Regions from separate parts of the Rattus norvegicus genome. Here region 1 is linked to region 2. Evidence: chromatin contacts called from public Hi-C data. All regions are on one chromosome and are shown on one strand. Each heading gives the region's core, a stretch centred on a gene start, on an enhancer-like site or on the middle of the called end of the contact. The rest is flanking DNA. Distances are from core to core; before and after follow the strand shown. Region 1 holds the start of Brsk2 (BR serine/threonine kinase 2). Region 2 holds the start of Tollip (toll interacting protein).

Region 1 (4,446 bases), core at 1,722-4,221, 53 kb after region 2:
AAGTTCAGGCCCCACGGCTGAATTTCTGTAAAAGCAGTCCCAAAGTAGTGGCCTTCGTCCTGGGACCAACCTTGGTCTTGGTCATGGTTTATCCAGCTCCGTCGCTGTGTCCAGATCGGCCCAGGTTAACTAGAAGCAGGCCTGGTCTGCAGGCATTCCTCGTCCTTCCTTGCTTCTGTCTCCCTCCTAGCTGTCCTCCTAAATGCTCTTAGCCCCTCTCCCCGGGCAGGCAAAAACAGGCATGGCAGCACATGCCTCTAATCCCAACGCAGTGGAAGGCTGAGAAAGGAGGATCATGGCAAACTTGAGACCAGTCAGGGCTACATAAGTGAGTTTAAGGCCAGCCTACATCTAGTACGTAAAAAAAGTCTGTCTCAAAACAAAATGAAAAAGAAGCAGGTGGAGAAGGCTGAGGCACTACAATGAGACCCTCAGGCTAAGGGCTCTGGGACCATTCAGACACTAGGTGGGCCACGGGGAAACATTTTTTTTTAATGATGTGTATTATAGGTTTTTTTCCTAGGCCCAATGGCCTAACCTACTAAAATGAGTTTGAAATGTTAACTGGACATTACTGGACAAAAGCCCTACAAATCCCCATGCGTTCTTACCATGTGTCACTGGAATCAATTTGCTGATGCTCTGTTAAGGATTTTTGTTACGAGGTCCTTGGTAGTAGATTTCCACTTCCTTTGTTTGTTTGTTTGTTTGCCTGTCTTTATCTGGTCCTGAGTTACATGAACTAATTCTGAAAGTACTGATGTAGGGGAAGGGAGACTGCTCTTGGCTTGAACAAGGACCTCCCTTTGGAACTCTGGAGCAGGTCAATTTGCTCAAAAGCACCAGACCTGTCACAGCTCCTGTCCCCAAGATACAATGGAACAAGTGGTCCCCCACTAGCCATGGTCACAATGCCTTTTAGCTGGCCATTACTTGGAATGTCCCTCAGTATCAGACCTGCTAAACTGGGATGATGGCAGACTGGCCAAAGCATGTGTTTGTGATTTCACAAAGATGGGAACGGGGGATGTGGGGTCTGCTGTACAGTTGTAGGAGTTGAGGATTTCTGGGACGGATTTGGCTGGGACCTGGCTCCAGATGGTCCTGGCCAGAGAGTCACTAGGCTGCTGAAAGCTGTAGGTGGAGCAGGGACACTGCTGCTCCTGGAGGGAGGGCTGCACATCCAAGGGGAGAGATGCTACCCCTGACCCTGGTGCCTGTTAGATGAACACACAAAAATGGACAGCCAGAGAGAGGGGACGAGACCAAGAGGCAGACATGGTAGAAAGCAGGTAGGGAGAAAACAGTCTTGGATATAAACGTGTTGGGAACTAGATGAAGATAGCTACAGACCAAATGCTGCCAAGGACACTGGAATGGTGGCAAGGTAGGCAGAGGGGCTAGGTGACCAGCAGGGTAGGTACAAGAACGCACCTGGTATCTCATGACTCATGTGGATCATTGGCCATTCTTGTGTGCCTGTGTTCTATAGACCACCTCTGGCCAAATCCCGTTGAATACTCCACTCCAAGGTCCCAAATACATGCAGCTGAGAAATCACCACCCCCCTAGAGGTATGAGCATTGGCCCCAAGCTCTCCCTTTGTGACTGCCTGTGTGTCCCTGTTAGCAGGATAGTACTGCTCATTCCAGGACAACATTTAGTACCAGTGAACCCTAAACTGACCGCTGCTAAAGATCAGGCCAGCTCTTTGGAGGGGAAGCTGTTTCAAGGGCTGGTTCTTTCTTACATTGGAAATATGGACGGGTCACAATGTCCTCACTCTTCATTGGCCTTCCCGGATAGTGCTGGAAAGAGTGGGGCCCTCCTCAAGTTCACCCTGTGACACCTAGGATGGGCCATGGCAAGCAGGTGGCTGAGGCGAAGGTGACACTTCACACCCAAGGACTTGCTGACCTAGCACATTGTTGACTGACAGAGGTATACATTAAGTATGATGTAAAGTTCTGCGCCTGGTCCCCATCTCTCCTCTTCCACCGCCTTCCACAACACATCTTAAGGAAATACAAGGGTTTCATGAAAGAAAAGAGGGTCCTGTAGGTCTGCCAGCCTTAAGGCCATCCTCTTTTTTGGAGGCTTCTCTGGATTACGTAGGTGCCATGAAGCCCCTTGACTCACTGCTTCTCTTAAATATAGAAGAGTGTCTGCAGCCAAAGTCTTGGAGGCACCAGGGGGCCTGCTGCAGAGCGCCTCTGCTAGAGTTCATTGATCCTGCTGTACTGGTGTCTACCAGCATACCGAGGAAACGCTGTCCCCTTCTTCCCACAGGATCAGAAACAGCAGGTGGAGAATGGCTTTCAGGGCACTTTGGGCACTGCAGTGTACAGCTCTTTCGCCTGGCATAAAACATTATGCCTCTGATCACTACCTGCATTCAGAGCTCTAGACTGCACATAGCACCCACGCTGAATGCAGCACCCCAACCTAGCAGTATCTCCACGCCGCTTGCCGAACCCGGGCCTGCATGCCATATCTTCACCAGTGCTCATAATCTCCACCCTGCAGAGGAGCTCCTGCGCCGGGTGACAAACACTCCAAAACCGACTGCCACGGTCCAATGGCCCCATTTTATATGAAAGACACTCGCGAGGCGCGGAAAACTCCTTCCAAAACCCAGGGATGCAGGGAGAAACCTCCAGACCAAGGTGGCCACATGGACGTCTCCCCAAGGCCTGCTGCCTGCACTGCTCCAACATTCGTTTTAATGACATGGCACCAGGCAGCTAAAGCACGGTCCGGAGGCTCCTAGCCAAATGCTGGCCTCCCCTTCGCCCCCGCCCCAATCTCGCTTTTCCTGGCCCAGCGGCCCAGCGCGCTCTTAGAGACTGGCGGGGCGGTCCAGGCGGACGGCGCTGATTGGGCCATGCCTCTGATTGACAGCTGCAAGCACCAGTTGTCACGGTAGCTGCAGCCGGTGGCGCTCGCTCGGGCTCGGCTCGGGCTCGGCCGCACTCGAAGCGACTCGGCTGCTCGTCTGGGCTCGGCTGAGTGGCTCGGTTCGGTTGCTCGGCGGGGCTCGGCTGCACGGCCGCGGACGGGCGTGCGCTGGGGGGCGCGGGGCGCGGGCCTCGGAGGTGGCGGCGGAAGCCTGGTGCCCCCGCCCGCCGGGTCCTCTCGGAGAGGGAGAGAGGCATCCCCGCGGCCCGGCCTCGCACGGGTGCGGCGGGCGCGGCGTGGGGGGCGGCGGGGGCGCGGAGCAGCGCGGCCCGCCCGGGGGCGCCGCGGGCCGGGTCAGCGCGGACGGCGCTCGGCGGACTCGGACGCACGGCTGGCCGGCCCCTCCCTGCCCGCGCGCCCGGGCGCCCACTCGCCGGCGCGGGGCCCGGGAGCGATGACATCGACGGGGAAGGACGGCGGCGGGGCGCAGCACGCGCAGTATGTGGGGCCCTACCGGCTGGAGAAGACGCTGGGCAAGGGGCAGACAGGTGCGTGCGCGCCGGCGGCTGGGGGCGCGGGCGGGGCCGGGATGCAGGGCGGGCGCGCGGCCGTGGGGCTGGGGAGACCGTGCTGACCGGCCCCACCCGGCCGAAGGAGGCCGCAGAGCAGGGATGCTGCAGGCTGGGCCCCGCGGCCGCGAACAATGGGCGGCGGTGCGCTGGTGTCCGCCGCACTCCTGGGTCCCGCCGTGGAGCCCCTCAGCCCACTGGTTGCGGGAGGGCGGGCGCAGCCCAAGGACATGCAGCGCGGCCTGGGGCGCACGGCGACTGGGGCAGCATGGGCCGGGCCTGGCGGCTCCCGGCAGTCCCGCTGCAGGTGCGCGGCCCGGGGCCCGCATTGTGCGCCCGAGCGAGCGCCGGGCCCATTGTGCCGCGGGAGGAGGGGGACGAGCGGGCGCCCATCTGCCGTCTGCCGCGTTAATAGGCGTGCTGCCTGAGCAGCTGCGTCCCGGCCGCATGACCCCCACCTCCAGGCAGCAGCCACCGCCCGGCAGGTCCTGGCCTGGCTTTCCTAGCCTGGACCTCCCATTCTGGTGGGGGTGACAGCGCAGGAAACTAAGGAAAGCTGGACAGCGCCTTCTTCTGCACCCAGTCTCAAGCTTGAGTGTCTGCGACATTGGGCTTCCCTGGGGAGGTAGAGGGTGACGGTTTCTGGGCTTGGGCCATACATCACCGCCTGGCGGTTGAAACAAACCTGGGCCTACAGCAGAAATGAACCTCCCCAAGAGTCTTCACTGTCTTTCCCTGGGCAGGTTCCATTTCTTCACAGCTTTCCCATGGATGAGCAGTGAACTCGACTACCTTATATTTGGCCAGCTTTCTGGGGCGGGTGAGGTTTAGTCAGCCCCCTCATCTGGTCAGCGAGGCGCATTCACACAGACGTCTTTGTGGGAGGCTGGGACTCAGCCATTTTCTTTCTTCTCCCAGGACTGGCCTGTCTTCCGGCTGCCCAAAGGTCCAATTGGCACTGCCCACATCTTTCCCTTTG
Region 2 (4,072 bases), core at 446-2,945:
AGCTCTGTTCAACACCAGAGTTTCTCTAAGCAACAGGGAAAGATGGCTTCTTGCTCATGACAGACACAGAGCTCACCATCGGATGAATTCAAACTCAGCCTGTGCCACAGGAGGTAAGGATACTCTCAGACCACACAGTAAGAAAGGGTCCACTCTCCTAGGCAGGGGATATGAAAAGGGCAAGGCTCTGGCTCCCTTTCTCCTCTGGCAACCACCATCAATTTCCTACAGTTGCTGAGACACAGTGAGGATGAAGAGGTTGCTGAACATGAAGGTAACTCCAGCTCTGGAAAGCTCCATCCAAGTTTGACTGTGGGTCAGAGCTGGCTCAAAGCCCTCCCTAAAAGCACCTAATCAAACCTGGGGCTTTCTTCAAAGTCAGGAAATCAGTAACCTACCCCAAGGAGTTATGTCTGTCTGTGTTCTCTCTCTCTCTCCCCCTCTCTCTCTAACACACACACACACACACACACACACACACACACACACACACACACACACACACGTCAATACCAAGCTGTCAGGGCTTAGCGGGCACATTCAATATTAACTTTAGGGAAAGACACTGCAGTACTCATCAGAACTGTGTTCTACCACACACAGCCACTGTTGGCTAACAACATCCCACCCATACCAGCCTCAGGGAGCTACTGGGAGGACATTCACACTAGGGGAGGTAAGACAGGTAGTATTAGAATCCAAGACAATCCTGAAGAGACAACCCTGTTGAATCTTCCATGTTCTCTGCTCCCTTCTACTCGTTTATAAATGAAGAAATGAGGCTTGAGAAGGTAGCCACTACCTGAGTTCAAGAGTTAGTATCCTATTTTCTATAGATGTTAGGGATAGGAGGAAACTGTCGCAACTAAGGACTGACTACAAAGTGGAATCTTTCGCCATCTCTAAAACCAAGGAGACCAGGATATCTCTCCTTTTTGGAGACCAACGGTGTCCGGCTCCAATCCTCTGAAAGACCACGAGAGTCACTCAGTTTGGAAAATTTATCAGGTCAGGGCCACTCTCCATCTGGGAGAGCAAGAGAGTCACAGTTCCTGTCCATCTGGGAGACCAAGCAGGTGACAGATCTGACAAAGTAGGGGGTTCGGGGCCCTTTCTGAGGAACTAAGGGGAATCGGAGTCCCACTCCATCTGGATACCAATGGGCTAAGGTTTCCTCTGTGTAGAGGACTAAGGGATTCAGGGCCTCCACTCAGGAGGACTACGGGAGTCTCCATAAAGGGGGCCAGGAGCTTCAAGGCCCGTGGGCATCTGGGGAACCATCAAGTTCTGCGTTCCTCCACCCAAGAGGCCCGAAAGACCGAGTCGCTACTCCGTATGGGTACCTGAAGGTAGGACCCGCGAAGCCCCGGGGCGGCAAAGCAACCCACGAGAGGCCCCGCGAGAGACTGAAAAGAGAAGCCGGACCCCAGGCTCCGCTGCCCCAGCCAGGCTCTGGCCCAGAGGACTCACCGGCCCGCGCTGCGTGCTGACGGTGGTCGCCATGGTGCTGCGGCGGCCCTCTGCCTCACCGACTGCACAGAGACCCGCCGGGAGAGCTCTTCCGTTCCCACCACAACCTGCGTCGCTGACCGTTGTCCCGCGAGGCAATCGGCTCTTTAGTCAGCTGACAGTCGCCCCGCCTCGCCCCACCTCGGCGTTCCCCCAAGCACAGAGCTCGGCAGTAGCCGACCCCGCCTCTTCCGGCTAATCCGCGCAGGCGTGCTCCGGGCTCAGGGGGAAGCTGGTAGTTTCCTGTATACGCCTGCGCAGTGGTTCCCTCTGGAGCTCAGTAGCCCCTTAAAATGGCTGTCAGACTGTCTGCGCATGCCTAAACCTGAGCGCTCCCTTGCGGGCAGAAACCTGCTCACGCTGCAGGACGCACCTATAACCGGGACGTTCATCTCAACTCGGCTGAGTCGCCACAGCTCTGGTCACCTAGCTGGAGATAGCTGTGATACCACCGCCTGCAGGTGCCTGATCCGCTTGGAGAAAACAGATGTTTGGCAGCTTGAGGAAAAAACAGATGGCAGTAGAACCAGCTACCCTCAAGCTCTTGAATTACCTCAAAATTATGTGGGAGGGAGAACATTTATATTTAAATTTTAAAAATAGAAACCAAGCTGAAGGAGAGACAAGAGTGGGCCGGAACATTTCCACCAGACTTGGATTTGCTAAGTGAATGGAAGAAATGAAGACATGTCCCTAGGAAACCCAGGCCACCCACTCTTGCCTTTTCAGGCACTCTCTTCAGAAGGATCTTTGGCCAGATAGACTCAGGGGTAGCTCCTACAAAGAGTTTACCCTATGGTGGTCACCAATCTGAAGGTTCCTTTTTACTTGTGCTGCAACAGACTTGATACTGTCATTACTCCTAGAACATTTTCTCACACCATGTTCTCTTGTGTTCCTTTCATCTTTAAGATCACGTCTTCCAACTCCAGTGACAGCTTCTGCCTTGACATAACATGGGCCTGCATCTGGGCTCTGTTCCTGGACACTGGCCTATCCAGTTCTCGCTGGTCTGTAGCTCCTGTTGCCCAAACTGTCATCTCTATGCTGGTGAAGCTAAGACACAAAAGACTCAATCCATTGTGCAGACAGAGTTTAAAAGGGACCCCTGATCTCTCCTGGTATCCACATCCTCGTATAATCCCCTCCTCTTGGTTATAGACGAAACCTGTGACTTGTGTCTAAACATGCAGCAGACAACCTGTTGTATAAAATTGTATCTGGATAGCAGAATAGGAACCCCTTGTGACTAAGACCAGGTAAAACTGATTGGGTTTGAGATGTCCACACATATGGTCTCTGATGAATTCCAAATCCTTCAATATTAAACAGGTTTAAAACACACACACAGGGGTTGGGGATTTAGCTCAGTGGTAGAGCGCTTGCCTAGCAAGCGCAATGTCCTGGGTTCAGTCCTCAGCTCCGAAAAAAAGAAACACACACACACACACACACACACACACACACACACACACACACACACCCCAAGAACAAAACAAAAAACAAGGGAGAATTGTTCCAGAGGAAAAACTTTATCTCATAAAATGCTTCAGTAAATCCCTGAAGTCAGTTCAAGCTCTGACACCGTCTGTCAGAACAGAATCACAGCATTTGTTCTTCCTTGACTTAAAGCTCTCGAATGGTGGGGAGTTACATGACTAGATATAAACTTAATTGTCCTTACTGGATTCGCTGCAGATAGAAACTTTGGTATAGGCAGGCTATGATAACATTTGCCTAGGTCACTTTGTAGAAACTCGAAAACTAGCTCTGTGTTGGTGCTGACTCCACTCAGCCAAGAGATGTTATGGGGAACAGAAAATGGATGAAAGGCTTAGCAACTCTGTGTTCATCATCGTGTGTCCATCTGCTTTATTGCCTTAGTCTTGATTTAGATTTGTAGTACTTTTCTATTGCTATGATGAGACCAAGGTAACTTCCAGAAGAGTTTATTTTTAGACTTACGGTTTCAGAAGGTTAGAGTCCATGATGGTGGAACAGGGCTAGCAGATGGCTGGAGCATCTGGAGATGAGAGGCAAGCAGGAGACAAAGAGCATACATATTAGGAATGGCATCAGTCTTTTGGAACCTCAAAGTCTTTCCCCAGTGACATACCTCCTCCAACAAGGCCACACCTGCTGACCCTTCTCAAATACACCAGCTGAGGATCAGCTATTCTAATAAGAGCCTAGAGGATCAGCTGCCACAAGATCCTGCTCAACTGTGCATGGAGACATACAGAAACTGATGTGTTGTTGCTGAGTACAGTGGCATATATCTATAATCCTGACGATCGGGAGGATGAGGCAGGAGCTGGACTGGGAAATCAAGGCCAGCCTGGACTACCAAAAAATAGTGTGAAAAGCACTTATGTCCAAGACCACAGGGCTAACTTGGACACTGGAGCTGGTATGTGCTTCTTCTTGCTGAGCTGAGCACCTGAGGTTCTGTGACCAGGGCCAGCATTTTTTTTTCCACAAGAAGTAAAACATGTTTATAGGCAACAAAAAGTTACCAAATTTCAGTCTTTCGCAGAAAAAAAAATCAATAAAAGCCTGCTGC

The links. A called contact is a pair of places that touch in the nucleus more often than the background predicts.
Region 1: a Hi-C map of frontal cortex shows a contact between it and region 2, with 1.7 times the contacts expected there. The contact joins the promoter of Brsk2 here to the promoter of Tollip in region 2. A contact is called at or near these places in 1 of 12 Hi-C or Micro-C datasets (frontal cortex) and 1 of 1 datasets of contacts at active chromatin or transcription factors (oligodendrocytes).

Annotation. Positions count from the first base shown.
Region 1 is chr1:206,462,069-206,466,514 of GRCr8, forward strand. Brsk2 (BR serine/threonine kinase 2) reads left to right here and starts at 2,972. Exons shown (of 20, transcript NM_001419566.1): 1 at 2,972-3,446. The coding sequence starts at 3,353. LOC134485203 (a long non-coding RNA gene) reads right to left here. Exons shown (of 2, transcript XR_010063199.1): 1 at 4,153-4,446.
Region 2 is chr1:206,410,293-206,414,364 of GRCr8, forward strand. Tollip (toll interacting protein) reads right to left here and starts at 1,696. Exons shown (of 6, transcript NM_001109668.1): 1 at 1,471-1,696. The coding sequence starts at 1,503.